2 separate regions of the Tachysurus fulvidraco genome follow, and region 1 is linked to region 2. Evidence: chromatin contacts called from public Hi-C data. All regions are on one chromosome and are shown on one strand. The core of a region is the stretch at or near the end of the contact, and the rest is flanking DNA. Distances in the headings are between cores, read along the strand shown.

Region 1 (2,700 bases), core at 84-2,583, 180 kb after region 2:
ACATCTTCTCTACACTATTAAACATCTGCTCATAGATATTAAAAATACTTATTTTCATATATATATATATATATATATATATATATATATATATATATATATATATATATATAAAAAACACACCGTACAAAGTTTATAACTCAGAAATAAAATGTGCATTAAAATCTTCTTCTAATCATTTCGAGATTCGAACCGAATTGAAGTCTGTATCGTTACACCTCTATTTTACATTCTAAACACACACAAACGAGGTATGTTCATCTAAACAATGTCACAACAACGCTTGTATATCCTAATACTTCCACAAAACTTTACTAAACTCACCATACTGTGTAGTTTGCAGCGTTAAGTTCAATGGCTTCAGCAGTGAGCGCGAACGCTCTCTCACTCTTCTCATCATTCTTCAGCAAGGCTCTGAAGTAATCAAACACATCTGTAACTGTAAAGACACAAAGTCACCACATTTAAATACTGTATGTTTTGTTTACTAAAGAGAGAGAGAGAGAGAAAGAGTGTGTGTGTGTGTGTGTGTGTGTGTGTATACAAGCTAAATTCACTCACATCTGTCTGAATATGCTATTTTTACCACAGGGTTTGGCCCATCATCCTGAGGAACAGGCTCCAGATCTGCCCAATCTTTCCTGTCCCTTTTCAAAGAAAACAAAACAAAACAAAACAAAACAAAGAAGCTTCGTTTAAAAGCTTGTACTTTAAATATGTAATATGAATGTAATATGATCAGGTCTATCAGGGTTGCAGAAAGTTCACGGGTTCTGAATTACTACTCCAAATACACACCAGGAGAGATGCTTAAGAAAGTAGCAGAACAATTGCATAGGGATGAAAACAGCCTAGAAATAACAAGCATCATAGTGTACAGTGAGACAGGCTGTAAATAACCGGCTTAAGTAGCATTTCCTGTTCCAAAAACCGCTCTAAAGACCTTTCCTGAAGCCCCAATATGATGGTCTCATACCTAAAGTTCTCCCAGATACCACAGTAACCAGTGAGTTTAGTAGTTTAACTACCTAAAGCTGTAAGTGAACACAAAAGCTACAGTAGCCGGCTATGCTAATTAGCAAGTTAGCAAACTAGCCACGAAGCTGCAGTATTTACCTATAAAACACATATCCGCCGCTCAGAGGCTCTTCCAGATCCATATTTAATTCTTCTTCCACATAGTCATAGTTTGCGTTTACTTCCTCTAAGGCATCGGACACAGCGTTAGACATTTCCTCAACTGATGCCATTTGTAATGAAAGTGAACTAGCTAGCTCGTCTTAACGGAATGATGAGAGGAGAAGGGAGTTTGACAGACTGTCGAAGACGAGGACGTGTCAAAATAAAAGTGTTCTGTTCCGACGTTAAGATGCAGGAGACTTTTAATAGAAAGTTACTTATGTATGTCGATAAAGCAAATAAAATAAAATAAAATACATTTATTTTAATTTATTACATAATATTTATTGCAGCCTGAACATTTAAGACTCAGTATTTCTCTAAATCAACAACAACAACAACAACAACAATAAAATATAAATAAAAATAAAATAATAAAAATAAAATAATAATAATAATACCATTAATAATAATAATAATAATAATAATAATAATAATAATAATAATAATAATACCACTAATAATAATAATAATAATAATAATAATAATAATAATAATAATAATAATAATAATAATAATGTGTAGAGCTGGAGTGCAGTGTAAATTACGTTGGGGAAAACCTGCTAAAAAGTGTTTGTAATGAAACTATTTATTGTTTTGTACCAAAGGCTAAAAACAAGAGCTTCAGCTTTGGGGGAAATATAATCAGACTGTGCGACTCGGTCTTTAAAATCTTAAACGTTATTAATCTTTAACAACCACTGAATGTAGCATATAAATCAGTTTACGTCACAAAGCACTGGTCGTTAAGGAGACGGTTGTACTCAGGGTTCAGTTACTAAACTCCAGAGTAAATGCATCTGATAAAGTGCATTCACGTTCGTCTGCGTGGTCAATGTCTCTGTTACTTTGTTAACATTAAGGAACAGAAAGAATGATGGATTACTCCGACCAGACTCCTCACAAGACCGATAAACTGCAGAAAATCAGAACAGACAAAGTGTTCAACGCTGTTCTCAGTGTTTATGAGAACCATGCAGCGTTCAAATCCGCCGGGAATTCAGGTAGCCTTGAGCACAACATTAGTTTCCTGATTGGTTCTATTCCAAGCGCATTAAAATTTACAATGATTAATTTGGTTAATTATTACGTGCTGAAAGAGCTGACATGGTAATTATTCCGTGTAAAACAACGTGAATTTAATCATTTGTAATACAATTACAGTTCTTCTTTAATATAATTAAAGTCACTGAATAAATGAAAAATATCTGTGTGATGGGTACATGATGGGTACGTGATGAGAACGTGATGGGTACATAAGTACGTGATGAGTACATGGGGAGTACGTGATGAGATGGGTACATGATGACTATGTGATGGGTACGTGATGAGTACGTGATGGGTACATAAGTACGTGATGAGTACATGATGGGTACATAAGTACGTGATGAGTACATGAGTATGTGATGAGATGGGTACATGATGAGTATGTGATGGGTAAGTGATGAGTACATGATGGGTTGAGCTGGTTACATGATGAGCTGGATACGTGATGAGTATGTGATGGGTATTTGATGAGTA
Region 2 (2,700 bases), core at 59-2,558:
TAGGCTAGTTGTTATGCTAGGACAACAAGAGTTAAACGTGTCCTATTACTTAAAATAGGTTTATGTAGCTAATGATAGTTATAATAGTCTGTTTATTTCTGGTTCAACGTTAACTAGCTGCTTAGTCGTTAGTTTTTAAATTTAGCATCAATACAAAACTCAGAAATGTCTGACGTGCGCGTGCTCGCTTCACTGACGTCACATTCAATATAATTTACTAGTATTTATAATCTCACTCGCATTTAATCAGGATATTATAATTATTATTATAGACGCGCTTTATTCAGCACACAGAGCACCGGATTTTGTGATCATACTTACCAATGTGTTCATTAAATCTTTTCAACGGAGCCCTTGAAAACGACATGATTCCTAGAGAGAAAACCTAATTAAAAAGCTAACAATGAAAAAAAGGGGAAATGGAAATATTGTCAGTAATTCAAACAACTTCCACAACTCCCGCTGAATTTTTGAAACTCCTTCTGTAACCAATCAAAGCAATAGAGACCAAATAGACCAATAAGAATCTCTCAACCCGTGACGAAAACAAAGACTGTCCAATCAGAAAGAACTTTCGTCATCGTACGTAGGCCCGCCCATAAGAAAGCATGTAACCTTGTAAATATAGTGTTTGTTATTGAGCACACAGTGAATTCATAGTATAGAAAGGAAATATATGTTAAAAATAATAATAAATAAATAAAAAGTGAAAACTCTAAACGAGGACCATCGTAAACACATAAAAGATTGATTAAATCCTTTCACACAAAAACAATCCTTCTTAGTAATTAAAGAATAAGTGCAAATGATGGCTAATGTTATACTATATATTTTGATCAAAAAATCAGTTTATAAATGAATGATATGCGATTATTATATTGTATTACATTGAATCCATGATATTTCTGATTTCTTACAACAGCTCAATAAAGTTTATATTTCCAAAACTACTGTATTATGGATTATTTCATGTCCAAAACAACAGAAATCCTGGTCAGGGTTGTGGCAGATCCTGAAGGCAGGGGATTTCACCCTGGAGAGGACGCTGGTGCATTGCAGGGCACCATTCATACTCAGAGGAAACCCATGTAAACAAAGGGCAATCAAACCTGTTAATTTGGACTTTAAGAATAAACTAAGGGGATTCTACTTGTTACATTCAAATATACACTGTTTTGCTTAGTTTTAGTAGCAGGACAGAAAGTTTTCAAATCAGAAAAGTCTAGATTAATGCCAGATGATGTCTCGCCTCTCCTCTGGCTTTCCTCGTGTCTCTCTGTTTGTGTGTCACGCGATTTGAACTTCTCGCTTGCCGTAGCGAGACTTTAATCAAAACACGGAAGTGTCAAAATACAACCTCGTTTAAAAGTCCATTGATTAAGAGTGTGCTGTTGGATATTAGATACTGATCGGGGTTCTGTGTGTTTGCTCAGCCAACTTATCGACTCTTTAAAATCAAGGTGTAGTATTGTGATGCTCGTGAACATTGTTTTTGGTTAACTGGTTGGGGATTAAGGTCAGATATGTAGTGGAGTCATATGCTGTATGCTACTAGTGCTACTGCTAATAATAACAATAACAAACAATAACAAACAATAACCCCGATCTATCAACATGAAGCTGAGTTCATCAGTGTTCTCTGCCTTCTGTCTCATTATTGAGTTACTCGGCATTGTCCTTTTCTTGAGAGGGTTTTTTCCAGTTCCAATCAAGTCGTCTTTATCATCAAAGAGCAAATTATCAGACCTGCCAGCAGAACCAGTAGTAGGTAAGAAAGAGCTTCATTACTGAGATGTTACTTTCATATTAATGTGATCCTGGTTACCATAGTTTGCTCTTATGTTCTGGAGATGATCAGTAATATATATCATCAGCATATTGTCTTTCTTTTGCAGGAAGTAGCCCAAATTCGACCAAAGTGCCTCCTCCATTATTCAACAGAGTAGTCATTGTGTTAATAGATGCTTTAAGAGATGACTTTGTATTTGGGCCCAATGGGAAGAGGTTCATGCCCTACACCAGGAACCTAGCGGAGAGTGGATCATCTCATAGCTTCATCGCTAAAGCCAGACCTCCGACTGTCACCATGCCTAGAATCAAGGTGAGTCTGTGCATGTGGCTGTGTAGAAATTTGTTTGTAACTGTTTTTCAAAGCACATCGTTACGTCAGATGATTTGTTAATAATACTTTGTGTTAAATGGGGTGGATTAACTGTTTACATGCTGTTTTGCACACTTTCTGCTCTTTTGCACAAACTGTTCAACATTTCAAACGTTTTGCACATACTGTATAATATCTGTCACTTTGCACATACTATCCAATATTTCAGTCATTTGCTGTCTTTGCACAATTTTATACATTATCTCAAGTACCTGCTGCTAAGAAACTGTTCATTCTAGTATTACTGCACGAAATATTATTTGAACAGTCGGTATTCACATATAGTATTCACAATGGTCGGCGCTGTTTCTGTTTACTGTTTATTTTTGTACTTTTTGTATTGTCTTGTAACTTTTTGTATGTACTGTCTTTTGTCCTGCACTGTCTTCTGTCTTGTCCTGCACTGTTTGCACCAAGTTGCACAGTTGCACTTTATGTGGCTAGGACTACTTACAAGTCCTTAGCCCTGTCTTTTTTTTATGTAACACCATAGTCCTGGAAAAACGTTGCCTCATTTCACTGTGTACTGCAACAGCTAT

Evidence for each region. A called contact is a pair of places that touch in the nucleus more often than the background predicts.
Region 1: a contact with region 2 is called in a Hi-C map of muscle, with 7 times the contacts expected there. The contact joins the promoter of fnta here to the promoter of pigg in region 2. A contact is called at or near these places in 2 of 4 Hi-C or Micro-C datasets (muscle and ovary).

Annotation. Positions count from the first base shown.
Region 1 is chr17:15,052,577-15,055,276 of HZAU_PFXX_2.0, forward strand. It overlaps fnta (protein farnesyltransferase/geranylgeranyltransferase type-1 subunit alpha), which reads right to left and starts at 1,334. Exons shown (of 10, transcript XM_047802584.1): 1 at 1,117-1,334; 2 at 562-647; 3 at 325-439. The coding sequence starts at 1,250. LOC113635977 (LRP2-binding protein) reads left to right here and starts at 1,698. Exons shown (of 8, transcript XM_027135794.2): 1 at 1,698-2,183. The coding sequence starts at 2,054.
Region 2 is chr17:14,870,931-14,873,630 of HZAU_PFXX_2.0, forward strand. It overlaps pigg (GPI ethanolamine phosphate transferase 2), which reads left to right and starts at 1,309. Exons shown (of 13, transcript XM_047802273.1): 1 at 1,309-1,768; 2 at 1,896-2,101. The coding sequence starts at 1,615. It overlaps hmmr (hyaluronan mediated motility receptor), which reads right to left and starts at 953. Exons shown (of 20, transcript XM_047802274.1): 1 at 322-953. The coding sequence starts at 367.